2 separate regions of the Urocitellus parryii genome follow, and region 1 is linked to region 2. A link is a contact called in public Hi-C data. All regions are on one chromosome and are shown on one strand. The core of a region is the stretch at or near the end of the contact, and the rest is flanking DNA. Distances in the headings are between cores, read along the strand shown. Region 1 holds the start of Ndufb6 (NADH:ubiquinone oxidoreductase subunit B6). Region 2 holds the start of Aco1 (aconitase 1).

What was found. A called contact is a pair of places that touch in the nucleus more often than the background predicts.
Region 1: a contact with region 2 is called in a Hi-C map of muscle, with 6 times the contacts expected there. The contact joins the promoter of Ndufb6 here to the promoter of Aco1 in region 2. A contact is called at or near these places in 2 of 2 Hi-C or Micro-C datasets (liver and muscle).

The regions. Positions count from the first base shown.
Region 1 is chr4:172,741,581-172,749,256 of mUroPar1.hap1, reverse strand. Ndufb6 (NADH:ubiquinone oxidoreductase subunit B6) reads left to right here and starts at 1,474. Exons shown (of 4, transcript XM_026387901.2): 1 at 1,474-1,779; 2 at 3,629-3,721. The coding sequence starts at 1,600.
Region 2 is chr4:172,578,616-172,585,751 of mUroPar1.hap1, reverse strand. It overlaps Aco1 (aconitase 1), which reads right to left and starts at 3,453. Exons shown (of 21, transcript XM_026387858.2): 1 at 3,330-3,453.

The DNA.
Region 1 (7,676 bases), core at 225-2,724, 170 kb before region 2:
CTATTTTGAAAGATAATACTTCATAAATTCATACTGTTTCTGCCTATTCAGAATCCAGTACTATGGGGTTTTTACATAGCATACAATGTATGTATTCATATCCTTTCTCCTATACGAAAAATAACTGTTCTTTACAATACTAACTAAATTTATTTTCAGTGTCATGTTAACAATACCAAGACCACTTCCAACAGTGTATTGCTTAAAACAGTGTAAAATATCGATATCTATATAGATATAGATATTACAGTTCTTTTGTTGTTGAGTTTTATCCCTTTATGGATGTACAGAAATTGATAGTTTAAATTCTTTTGGAATTGTGTCTTTTAAGATTGTGTCACATTTAGGGCTGGTGTTGTGGCTCAGCAGTAGAGCACTCACCTAGCATGTTCGAGGCCCTGGGTTGGATCCTCAGCACCACATAAAAATAAATAAAATAAAGGTATTGTGTCCAACTGCAACTAAAAAACAAAAATTTAGAAAAAAGATTGTCACATTTAGATCAGTTAGACTAATGTGTTTTATTTTACATTTGATTTTAAGGGTCTGCCTTTTGTAAATTTAATTTTGTGTTATAATGATGTGAAATAGTTTCTTGGCTTTAAGATCAAATTTATGAAATAAGATACATTCAGAAAAGTGTAGTTTCCATTCCCGATTTATTCTGTTCCTTTCCTCTCCCTATAGGCAACATTGTTTAAAATATCAGTTGTTTTCATTTCCATTATTTTTAAAATTTAAGCAATATGTATTACGTATGCGTGTATGTAGTGTGTGTATTAATACAATATGCACTTCTCTCCATTTTGCTTTTTTCACTTAATAATATATCTGGAGGTCATTCCACAGCGGTATATTGAGTCCTTCTTTAATATTTTGACCACTGACAGTAGCAGCACTTTATAACCTCGTGGCACAATTTTATTCAAACAGTCCGCTATCAAGGAATCTGGGGAATAACTTCTTGTATCGTACTATCATAAATCGTGCTACAGTAAGTGCTCATGCTCATCTTTTCATATTTTTACCACATCTTTGAGACAGTCTTACAATGGGATTGCTGGATCAGAGGCACCTATAAAATCCTGCCAGATATTAAGTTACTCTTTTTGCTTCCCGCTGTGCAGATGGAGGAACAGTCAGACAGCAGTCCAAGTCCCTTTACCAGTTACTTTTATGGCTGGGAGTTGAACTTGGTCTAACTATCTGATGATTCCCTAGGTCATGGAGAAAGGAGTTCTAAGGTAGGAGAGAAAAGCCCAGAATTTTGCATCTGGACAGACATTCAGTGAAACACATAAAGCTCATCTTTCCAGCTCGCGGGACACTAGTTGTTCTTCCTCTGACCTCTCATCGTCTCTGCTGGGCCCCTCCACTCTAATCCAAAATTTAGGGACCAGCCCCTCGCGCGCATGCGCACACGCTGCTTTCCTTCAGAGGAATTTGCCGCTACTGCAGAGGCGGGACCAGGTTGTGACGTCAAAACCGCGCGCCCTTCCCCGGCGTCCTCGCAAGGTCGCCCTGAGGAGCGGGAGCGCGCGGGACAAGACCCTGTTTCGTGGGCGCGCTGCGTCCCTTTGCTTTACTACCCGTGGCAACATGACGGGGTACACGCCGGATGAAAAACTGCGGCTCCAGCAGTTGCGAGAGCTGAGGAGGCGATGGCTGAAGGACCAGGAGCTGAGCCCCCGGGAGCCTGTCCTACCTGCCCAGAGAATGTGGCCTATGGAGGCATTCTGGAATAAGTTTTTGCAGGATAGGGCCCCTTGGAAGAATGTGGTGAGTTACGGATCTCCCCGTCCCTCTAAGCATAGCCCGCAGCGGCCACACGGAGGACTGACACTGTTCTGAGCCAGCGAGTCCCGGTAGTTCCCCAAAGGAGAACCGGGTGTGAAGTCTCAGGTTTAGCCTGGGCGCTTCTCCAGAGGTTTGGGCAGGGAGAATCGCGCCCTTCGGCTGTCAAGTGTAGTGAGGAGGCGGCGAATCAGCTTTTTATAGGAGGCTGCACGTGTGGTTCTTTGGACGGTAGAAATCTCTCGGAATGACAGCCAAGGATTCACGGACATGAAGGTTCTGCGATTTTAGTATTTGAGCGTACTTGTCTGCCTTTTAAAGTTGAGGTTATAGAGACAAACACTGTACCCAACTACCAGAAGGCACAATGACCCCCGGGCTAGTAGTACAGCCATATATGATTGTACAAAGGCAAGGTCTTGTTGGTACGCTTAGTGAGTCATATTTGCAAGCCCCCTTTCTAAACCACACTTATGTACTTCTAACACACCGTTTATTGTTATTATATTCCTGGACTTCGCTAGGCAGAAAATTACTCATTTAAAGAATGGTCTTTATTTTCAGGATGCTTGGGTATTTTCTCGAAGTCTTGTATTTGTTAAGCCATATCAATGTGATATTTTTAGAAGTCTTTAAAATATTTTGTCGGAATTGCTTTCAGTTAGGTGCAGCACTGGCTAAATAATAGTAATAATGCTTGTAAGCAACATTGGGTGCTTGCTATGTGTGTGCCTAGCAGTCTGCTGAGGGTTTTTTGCTTTTGAATGTTTTTACATATGTTCCCTTTTTTTCTTTACTCCTATCGGATAGAAACTGTTCCTAATCCTCTTTTTAATATGAGGAAACTGAGGCCTACAAAAATTCAATGGTTTGCCTGTGGTCACAGAGCTAATTGAAGGAGTTGTTGAAATCTACATGTATCTACCATCTTACTGTACTACAAAGTTTAGTGCAACAGAATTGGTGTAAATTTTTCTGAGAAAGTGATATATTTATAGTGGTAAAATTAAACTGTTTAATTAATACCTTCGAAGTATTCCATATTGATTTTAGCAGTCACTAGTTGAAAGGTGATATCTCACCCATCAGCCAGTGATTTAAGAAAGTAAATAATCATTTGTTGAATTCCATCTCTGCTTACTTTGAGTGGATCATTTCTTCTATAGTTATAAGTGTTATAATACTTAGACTCTAGATTGTCCTTTCCTTGAAAGGATAGGTGTGTTTCAGTCAAACTGGCTGCCATCAAATAACTGAGTTCAGTTCTCTTTTGTCTTTGTTTTACAATGGTATGTCAGAAGGCATCTCACAGTGAGTTTGGAATACCCCTATCTCAGTATGTAAAATGTTCTTTTTCCAGCACTGTTGTACTGTTTTGCCTTTCTCCTAGAATAATGCAAGTAATATTGATTGTCAGTACTAAAATTGATAGATTAGAGAGATGACTTTACTTGAAAAATTCTGTAGGTTGATAACTCGGGCTAAATCCATTAAACTTATTCTTTCATTATTTACGCCCTGATTTATCTTTAACAAGCTTATAATGTTTTTAGAAATCTTTAAAAAACAAATCTATAAATGTCCTATTATAGTCTTGTAAAATGCTATTTGTCTTAAGCCTTATTTGCTCTGGACTCTGTTCATAATCCTATAGCAGGCCTACATTTAGTAAAAATATTTGAGTAAGATTAGCTGCAGACTATAATAAAATATGCTCCAGTTAGAGATTTGTATAATAGTCATGACATTGTTATAGCAATTTTTGTTTTATTTTTTTAACCACAAACATAAAATGGGATATGTGTTTATTTTGTAAATTTTTTTTTCTCCTCAGATCTATAAGGTATACAGGACCAGTATCTTTGCTGTTACTTGTGTACTTATACCCACCTGGATTGTTCATTATTACGTCAAGTATCATGTGTCTGTAAGTATGTTTTAAGCATGTGCTTTTCAGAATTTATTTTTAATATTATGCAAAACAGACTCTTATGGGGTATGCTGTACTCCCTATTTATATAGTGGAAATAATCTGCCACTTAATAGCTGATTTTGAGGTACTTTGAATCCTTTTAATTAAAAGGTTTAATGAAGATTATAAGTAATTAAGTATGATTTTTCAAAAAAAAAAATTAGTCTTTAGCAGGGCACAGTGATAAAAGCCTATAATCCCAGCAACTCTGGAGGCTGAAGCAGAATCGCAAGTCCAAGGCCAGCTGGGGCAATTTATTAAGACCTCATCTCAAAATAAAAAGGCTGGGTGTATGCTTAGTGGTAGAAATCCTCTGGGTTCAATCCCCAGTATGATGAGGTATGTGTGGGGTATGTGTAGAGTAGTCTACAACTTAAAAATCCATTTCCTGGTAGAAATAGTGTTTAAATGATTAGAATGTGACTGACCTAATGATACTAGTGTATACAGAGAATCCTGAGCTGGAGAAGAAATAAAATAATAGAATGTTTTGAGCATAGATCTAATGTAAAATTCAAAATAGGCAAAGGTTATCTTTGTCATGATCCCGTTTTCATTTCCTTCATTTTTGTCTGATTTTTCATAATTCTCTTTCTTTAGAAACCAGGATAGCCAAAAGCTTGAACTTGTTAAGTGAAAGATCTTATATGGACTGATTGAATGGAGCCAGTTGCCATATTTTAAAGGATAGGGATAGCACAATCAGGTGCATGGTATTGGATCAAGGCGAGATGAGGGGGGGGATGTAATTTCTGGAATGGCATGGAAGGGGGAGCAACAGTGGCTGTGGTATGTGGAATGCTGGAACACAAACAGTGGGGAGGGCATTCTTGTAACTGAGTGAGGGGTTAGATCCTAAGTGGATTGTAGGGGAGAAGGCTGAGCACAGCTCTTGGGGAGCAGCAGTGGGAACAATCTGTTGTAGGAAGTGGAACTTAGTAGAGGAAGGAGGACATCTGGAGGAAAGGTGGTACGAGGCAGTGATGGAAGTGGCAACCCAGAGTAAGATGAGGAACCCAATGATTTGAGGTTATAATATTGGGGATATGGTAGTGGTAACAGTAGATTTGTTACCCCTAGGATGATTGATCAAATAAGTAAACATATTGATGATACTAGAACTCAGGATTCTCACTGTTTGTTGGAAAAAGAATTTACATATATGAAAAGAGAGAATTGGAAATATTGGTATAAACTTACCACTTTTACTATGTATCCTTAAATAGATATAGAAATAAATATTGGATATAAAGGTATGTATGCCTGTGTGTTTTCATTTCCTAGCTCTGTCTACTGAGAAGGCCTAACTAAGGCCCCTTAGTTATTAGGATGCCTACCAACCAGGTCATATTTTCTAAATGCATTTCCCAGTTGAAAAGCTGTAGAGCTTCTTGGAGAAATGGCTGATTCCAGGGCCAGAGCAGAGAGTACAAAATGGGTCAGAAAGTAAAGAAGTGCTCAAAGAATAATAGGGATATATGAAAAAGACACCGAGTCAGGTTGAAAGGACTCTGGATTTTTGAACATCAAAAAATAAATAATAATGGAATCATCTGAATAAATAAAATGAAAATCTGTGAGTTCATACTCATATAAATAAATTACTTAATGGTAGAAAAGAAAAACTTTTTGCAATAGATTGCTAAATAATAAATGGATGAGAAATGATAGAAAAGTCACCATTTGAGAATAATCATAGTAATATTTAATTACTATGTTAAAATTAACCTTAATCCTCAAAATACTTACTTGTTATAAAGGAAAAAAGAATAACTTTGTAGTGATGAAATCTGGCAGGCAGTACCTTAATGTTGTCAGTAATGGGACAAACTGAAATTATGTAATTCTTGAAAGGATGTGATAGAAGAAAACAGCATGAATTTGGGATATTTCTACCAGAAGTGCATAATCTGAATTCACTCAGGAGGAAATAAAAAACCCATATTGAGGGACTCTTCTGCATATTTATTGCTTGTTTCCTTCAAAAGTGTCTAGGTCATGAGACTTTGAATATCTGGTCTCATGAATATCTTAAAAAATTGTTCCAGACTGAAGAAGACTAAAGAGAGACTGCCAACTAAATGGAATTCTTGATTAATGGGCATAATCTCCTTAGTCAAAAGAACAAAGGTGACATTGGCAGTCAGAATTTTAAAGAGTCTACACAATCAGTGGAGAACAAGTCATGTAAGGGGTTTTCTGAGAAGTCCAAATAATTATTAAACAATAATTGAAATTGGGTGGGTTCTTTAAATCAAATAGATGAAGTGATGTATTCATGTTAGTTTCCTGATTTGATGGCTGTATTGTAATTATTTTAAGAATATTGCCTGTGGGAAATGTATAATAGAGTTACTGACCAGTCAGGCAATTTACTATAAAGTGATTCAAGAAGCCCATTGCAGTGGCTCATGCCTGTAATTCCAGCTGCTTGGGAGTATCTCAAGTTTAAAGCCAGCCTCAGCAACAGCGAGGCACTAAGCAACTCAGTAAGACTATGTCTATAAATAAAAAATACAAAAATGGTTGGGGATGTGGCTCAATGGTTGAGTGCCCCTGAGTTCAATCCCTTGTACCCCCCCAAAAAAAATGATTCAAGAAAAAATTTATTTTTGTCAATCTTGCAACTTTTCATAAGTTTAAAGTTATTTCAGAATAAAATCAAAACAAAAGTTAGGGTCTGCCTAACAAGTTATATATAATCTTGTTGAGATTTGCTTTCTCTTAGCCTGTTGAAAGAGGTGTGAAATAAATAAGGAAATCTGTTTGAGTTCTCCAAAAATCATCTCTTAACATGATTTGTTTTCTGTTGATTTTGTAGACTCTTTGATTGATGATGTCATCTTTGTTCTTTTCACTAAGGAAGTTATGTTCCTTGATAAATAATATAGAGTGCTTAGTACGTCCTCTTTCTTTATTGCTGAAGAAAAAAAATTCAAGAGTAAATTCCTGACTTTAAATGTGTATGATGTTAGACAATACATATGATTTAGGTAAGAGTATGGAGGAGAAAAGTTATTCCAGGTAGAAGGAAAGATATGGAGTCAGTAATGAGCATGAAAATGTTCCCAAGACTGAAAAGATGACTAGAATGGAAGGTTTCTGTTGATTTGGTAGGCTGTGATCAATTCATGGGAGGTCTTAAAAACCTTGGCAGAAGAAGTTGATTTGTATGTGTTAGGCTTTGGGAAGCTCTCCATTTTTAAATGGGAGAGTGACTTGATGAACGTAAGAAAAAACATTGATATCTAGGGTGAATTGAAGGGAGGAAAGTCTGACATCAGGTACATCAGGTGGAGGCTGTTGCAGTTTAGTAGATGGTAAAGTGATAGGAATCTGGTTAGTGTGAAGACAGCAGGAATGAAAAAAGAAAAGTGAAGCCAGGAGACATTTTTGAAGAAAAAAACATCTGAAGTTTACCAGCTGATTGGGTTAAGTATAAAGGCAAAGTTATGTCCTTTATGACTGTAAAATTTCTAGCCTTGGAGTTTAAGTGGAGAATCTAGAAGAGAGTGCTTTCTGGTGATAGGAAGAAAGTTAATTTGTTTAGGATCGTGTTCTGCCATAGCAATTTTTGGAGATATCCAAGTGGACATGGTCTGTTTTATGTGTTAAAATGTGAGATTATTTGGGTCTGGTAAAACCAACATAAAATCTTTATGCAACCAATAAAGGGAGATAACAATTTATATCTTCACAGGTCAGATAATAGTTTATATTTCTATTGTTGAAGGGTTTTAAAATGTTTTTATGTTTACCTATAAATCTATAGACCATTTCATATCATTATATTTCTATTTTATTTACTTTTTTACTACTTTAGCATGTAAGACCCTAGAAGAAAAAGATATTTCTTTATGATTTTTTAAATATTTGTTTTTTAATTGTAGTTGAACACAATATGTTTATC
Region 2 (7,136 bases), core at 2,204-4,703:
AAAGGAGTTAGGAGTAAAGATTTCCTCACTATCCATGGCTGTGTCCTCAAAACTTGAAAATACCTGGGCTTTCTTTAAACAATCTACTATGGATTCTTCTATGATTGACTCCAAATACTTTCCAGTTCTGACTGCCAGCTGAATCCATCTTGGAGACTCAGGTCCCTGGTATTCATGCATAAAGTCCTGAAAAATTCTTGTTCTATGAAAATACCTCCTTGAAACATGACTCCTGTTCTCATATTCTAGGAAAAAAATCTACAAACTACAGCCTAATGCCTATTTTCCCAAACAAAGTTTTACTGGAACACAGTCATGCTCCTTTGTTTCCATACTGTCTATGGCTGCTTTCATAGAACAGCAGTAGAGCTGAGTAATTGCAATAGAGACTGTATATCCCACAAAGCCTAAAAGTTTTACTATCTGCCCCTTTGCACAAAAAGTTTGCTGATCCATATTCCAAGATAAGTTCAAAACACACTGTGTTTTCTCTATCAAAGATTGCTAAGGACTTGAATCACCCACCCCATAACCAGTGTGTTGGTCCAGGCTAAAGAGTCTGTTTTCTATTAAAAACAAATCAAAAGCAACTTGGCTTTGACAGTAGTAGTGGTGTGCAGGTAAACTTTGAACAATCTGCTCTCCAGGGGAAAAGAGCCCAGATTTGCAGCACTGGCCTATTTCCATGATGTAAGTGTTACTATTGTGGCTTATTTTAAGCTAAAAAAACTAAAAACAAAACAAAACAAAACAAACAAACAAAAAACCCCCTAAACATTAGAAGCAACCAAAGCCAACCTGTGAGTCTCACTGAATTTTTCAGGAGGCCAGCAAGATACATCATAAAATGAAGAATATGCACAAATAACTAGCTGCAGTAAACCACTGGTTATCTGGGACACCTGCTATCAATGGTCCAATTCCTTACTTTAAAGTCAAAGGCACTAAGGCCCAGAGAAGTATCTTCCACAAATCTGGCTCAGTGAGTAGCATTAAGTTGGAAGTAATTTCTCTATAATATAGAGTCTGGCTACCTCAAAGGGAGTTACCTCTTCAATAAAAGGGGAAAAGGCAAAGAAGTTGTTGCCAGGCACAAGTTCATAAACGTTGGTTTTTATCATCACCTTCACAGTGTGGGACTCTGGTTGCTTTAGGTCATGTTTTTGAAGCACACTTCTGATAGGAATATTGCTCTTCACATAGGGCCATGTTTTATTAATAGTCTGACAAATGATAATCCCAATTAACCAGCAGCTTCCTAAGCTATTAGAAAGATAGAGACTGCATCTTTTGCACTCATTACTTTTCTAGCTGGCACAGAACTGGAAATGTGGTAAATAGGTGGTCAACAAGTATCTACTGAAAGGATGAAGGACAGATACTCCACAATCAAAGTGGAGTCTTATTCAAAGAACCCAACATGTGCTCCAAGTTTAGATCACATTCTTTTCTCCCACCTGAGGACTGTGCATTTCTAAAGTACTGGCTGCAGTGTCCAAACTGCAGTGTCCATTGAAGCAGTACAAGCTCTTTGGGTAAAAGATACCTGAGTTAGAGAATTTTTTCCTTTGATTATACACTATATAGTCATATATGTATATAGTATATATGTATATAGTATATCTGTATACTATATATAGTATATATTTTCTATTTTAAATATGTGTTGTCAGAGGATGAAATCAAGGAAAGAATTCAGTGAAGGATCCCACCTACCACACACCAAAATGCTGGACAATTGCTTTCCAGTAGAGGCCAAGGAAGGACCATACACAGTGACTCACCTTTAAAAGTGAAAAGTGAAAGAACACCAAGATTGGTAAGCATATTCCAACAAACTCAAGGTTAATAACTACCCAAGTGCAAATAGAAATGAACACAAGGAAAGGAGGCAAGAGCATGTCTCTATTACTTTGGAAATAACTTCTCAACTACTTGGTAATTCTCACTGTAACCTCTACACACTTGGCATGGTCACCTCATTGGCACTTCTCTGAACTCACTGATCCTGTTTGCCACAACACAGCTGTAATCCTGATGCACACACAGGTCAGGTCTGCAGGCATAGAAGCAACCAAAGGCACCTGTGAATCTTGCTGAGTTTTTCAGGAGGCCTCCAAGATACATCATAAAATGAGAGGACCTAGTACTTGGTTTCAAAGAGAAGTCAAGCTTGATCCCACAAATCAGAGGTTAACCCTATCCATGGCATGTGGTGGGTTGTGCTCAAATTTAAGAAGAACCCCCAGACAAGAAGCAGGCCCAATGAATTAAGTCTTTAAAGCATTTCCTCCACCCTGGTTCTAAAAATGTTGCAAGGTCTGCAAGTTCAAAACCACTTTCATAATAACACTAAGATGTTATTTGCTTTTATCATTTTCACATTCTCAGGAGTCCACTGTGGAGGTCTCCAGAAGTTACATGACATGTGATAGTGCAAGAGACTGAAGAAAGCAGATACAAGAATCCAGTTTTCTTTTATTGAGCCAGACATTAAAAGAGATTTGCAGAAACGTAAAACAATGCCATTATTCTTGATAAGTTTCTGTTCTGGAAAATACAGGGTTTTTTTTTCATAAAAAAATGTTAAGATATAACTGGTCTATTATTTTAAAATGTTATTAAATACTGTAAAAGGTTCTCGGTTTTAATTATATATGGCAAATATCAACCTATAAAACCCACATAAACAAAGGTTCCTTATGATACTAATTTTTAAGAGGGTAAAGGATATCGAGTCCAAAAAAAGTTTGGAAACTTCTGTCCTAGAGATTGTCCCCTGCAAGAAGAGTTGTGTGTTCTGCACGTAGGAAGACGTGCCATTCCGGTATGCTGATCAAGTAGGGAAGGCAGCCGGTCTCCTTAGAATTTGGGGTCCATTAGGGTGGGCTTTGTGTCCCACCCCTTCCAGAGGTCTTCCTCCCTCACCCCATTTCCTCTTGATGGGGATTCCCAGACCTGCCACACAAGCTCAGGGACAATGACCCGCCGTCCAGGCTCGGGACGGACTCCCGGGTGAGGCCCAAACACCCTGGGGTCAGGACTCCGCGCGGCCCGCACAGCCTCGCCGAGGGCTCCCGGGCAGCACGCGCTGCCAAAGCTAAGGACCGCAAGGAGAGGCACTCCAGTCTCCGTCGCGACAGAAACTGAGGGATGGCGGAGAGACCAGGTCCCCAGGAACACGTCCCCTCGGCCTCCCCCGAGCTCTGCCCGACTCCCCCGGGCCGCTCTGCCTCGCGCGCCGGGAAAAGGCCCTCACCAACTCCCGGGAGGACCCTGTGGCCAGCGTCCCCGCCGGGGGACGTCAATCGGGACGAATTGGTACTCACCAGGGACAGCACGGCGGGGCTCCGGCGACTAGCGAGCCGGGACAGAGCAGCGGGCGCACTCGCAAGCGGTCCCTGCCACCGCCTCCGCGATCCTCCCCCGCCGCCCCCGGCCGCTGGCCGCCGGGAGGAGCAGGGGCGGGGCGGACGCCGGCCGGAACCAGCCCGGCCGCGGACGGGGCGGGGCTTCCACAGGGCCCCGCCCCGCCCCCCAGCGGCCCGGGAACTTCGCCCCGGGCGGGACTCTGGTTGCTAGAGATTGGCCGCCGAAAGTGGGGAGACGCGTCTTTCCACAGGGCTCGCTCGTGCCGGCCCTGGTCCCGGGGCTAGGGTGACGGTCGCTCTCGTTGGGGCCTAGGGTGTGACCGCTCAGCTCGCGCTAGGGCCGAAAAGAAATGCAGTTTTTTTTTTTTGTGTACTGGAGATTGAACTCAGGGGTGCTTAATCACTGAGCCACATCTTCTGCCCTTTTTATGTTTTTATTTTTAAAATAGAGTCTCGCTAGGTTGCTTAGGGCCTCGCTAAATTGCTGAGGCTGCTTTGAGTTTGCGTTCCTCCTGCCTCAGCCTCCGGAGCCGCTGGGATTACAGGTTTTGGGCGTCACGCCTGGCAAAGAAATGCAGCTTAAAAAAATGATAATAAAATATTTTGCCTTAACTGTAGAGGCTTCACTATCTGGCTGCTCCTGCATCGGATTATCTTGCTCTTCTTATCTCTTTGCCCTTCCCCCATCTCATCCTTCACCTCCCATCCCTACCCCCGCCTTGATTCTTTGCTCAAAGTATGCCAAGTGGGACTCTGGTTTAGGAATGCAACATTTCTAGTATGAATATATTCTTTTCAACTTGTGACCACACTTCACTCCGTAATTCATGGTGTTCTCAGATCTGTAGGAAATGGCTTGGGCCTTCTCCAGACATGCTTTAGGTACTGGTTGGAGTTGTGCCCTGTAGGTAACTGTGAGTCAGAAAAGCGATTAAATCTTTGTAGGTGAAAGGTGGTGATGTTTTCTTGCCCAAATTATTTGGGAAAATCATTGTAGTTTTCTATCTGAATGAACAGCTAATAGTTAATACTATTAATAATGCCAACCACTATCAGCAATCATTTACTGCCTCCACTTGGCCCAAAGCCCTGTGGCTGGATCTTCACTAATGTCTATTCAACTCATTTCATGCTTCCAACCAGCTAGGAAGTGAAGACTTCAGAGCTGTGAAATGTGGCACAGCTGGATTCAGTCCTCTGACTTCCACAGCAGCATCTCCCCAAACAAGCTACATTGTAGGGCACACCTACCTGGTGATATTCAATTTTGAAAGGATGGGGGTGGTGTTACTGTATTTCCAATAGGAGAAGACAGTTTCTTTCACCCATTTCCCAAATCCCATCCTTTCATATTCATTGAACAAATTTTCCTTAAATGTTCACCATATGCTAGAGGTTTACCATAAAACCTGAAAAATAATAATGCTAGTATTATTATTGTATATCTTTTTCATACCAGAGAAAGTTTGAAATGAATACTTTCTGTTCCTCTAAAACCAGAAAGCTATATTTATATAAAAAAAGGCAAGTCTCAGTCTCCTCTTGGCCCCAACTCAGCCACATTTCCACATACTTAATTTCCCTTCTCTTTCTTAATGTTTAAGCATTAAAATATCCCTGGGTGGTTTTCCAGAGTCTTCTGGCCAGCTGCTTCTAGTTAAGCACCATTTCTCTCCAAATAGCCAATAATAAAACCCAAACCTTATTAAATGTCCCACTAAATCTTCACACCAACCATTTGAGGTTGGGAACATTACTGTTCATACATAGATAATAAAATTGAGGTTCACAGTAGTTACATCATTTGCTTCAGGTCGAAATTCCTGAATGATAATCCTGGGGTCTGAATGGAGGCTGATTTCACCCTAACCCTATACTTTTTAACTTTTAGACTCCTCTCACCCTATACTTTTGACTTTTAAGCAACAAAAGAGCTGGAAGTTAGAATATATATATATATATATATATATATATATATATATATATATAATTTGTAGAAAAGAAGACTTAAATGTACTAGGAGAGAACACCAATCACCATATAGTCTAGACTAGAATTCCTCACTTATTTTCAGGGCCTATTTTCCCTGGTGATAGTAAGGACATCCCTGTAGCAGCCTTATAATTTGGGAGCACCCAGGTAAAAAAATCTGGGGATGAAGGTGTTGGAAATCAGGAGACAACTAAAGTATGAATTTCAGGATTTGCACATAAAATTAGATATCTAGCACCATCTTTCACATGTTATTTTGCTGTATAAGTTTTGAATGTGTTATTTATAATATATATGTGTGTGTGTGTGTGTGTGTGTGTGTGTGTGTGTGTGCGCGCGCGCGTGTGTGCATGCATATATATTATTTTTTTTCCAGAGTAGAGAGGGGGAATCTGCAGGATTGATCTATTAATTTTTTTAGGTACAGAAAATGTAATTTTATGAGGTTGCTGATACTGATTTTCTTATTTTATTTCAATAAAATGATTGATAACTTTGACATATGAGAATGGGGGGAAATTTTGCTAATTCGTCCATAATTTGGCTCATTTCTTTTGCCAGTTTTTGAAGAGCTTTCTTTCATATATCAGTTTAAATCATTTTTAAAATGGAAAATCCTAGCTTTTGCACCATTTTCCTCCATTTTTGGTGGTAGGAAACAACAAAAAACATCAAGGTACATATGTCTATTCCCTGTTAAGCCTTCAAAGTATCTGAAAGACTAAATAAAGAAGATGATGGTCAGCTACTGCCCTCTGTTGATACAGTGTGAATTTGCAGTAAACACATTGCCAATTTCAAAGAGCAGAGAGGATGGTTAGGGTTAAGAGAGTGAATGCTAAGAAAACACTAATGGACTAAGAAATTTACCTGTGTCTTAATTTCATAGTTGCTGCACACCCTAGAAATTAAAGAGAAGAAACTTATTCGGTCAACAAACTGGCTTTGCTTGGTGTGAAGGGTGCAAAATCAAACATGATTAAATCAATTCCTTCTCTGAGGACCCTGAGGATTTATTGTTATTATTTTCCAGGAACTCCTTCAATATTGTTTTAATATTTATCCAAGACATTACAGCTTTTCTGGTGCGGGGTACTTGGGATTGAACTCAGGGGAACTCAATCACTAAGCCACATCCCCAAACTTTTTTGTATATTATTTAGAGACAGGGTCTCACTGAGTTGCTTAGGACCTGAGTCGCTGAGGCTGATTTTGAACTCACAATTCTCCTGCATCAGCCTTCCAAGCCTCTGGGATTACAGGTGTGCACACAGTAAAGCATTCATCCTTGGCATATCAAAATCTAATGTTCTTTATTTTTTCCTGAATAATGCCAGATTCTTATAACATTCAATTTTGACCCTTCTTTAAATTTTTATGCCATTTTAATCTTTTATTTCATACACATAGGTACTAACTCTTCAAGACATTACTATTGTTTTATGTAGTTAATATTTATTTATCAAGATTTAAGCACACACTTGCCATTTTTGTTTTTCTTCATTCCTTACTCTCTGGCTTTCCTTCTGGAATTATTTTCTCCTATTTAATTACTAATTCTCTTAATATTTTTCAGAAGTGTGAGTTTGTTGAGGGCAGTTTTTTTCAGGTTTCTTTTACTATTGTTCCTGAAGGGTATTTTTTTCTGGATATTAAATTCTAGGCTGGCAGTGATTTTCTTTTAGTTTTTTTAAAAAAAATATTCACATCTGCTGGCTTCCATACGTTTTCATGGAGAAGTACACTGCCCACCTAAAACCTACTTCTCTGAAG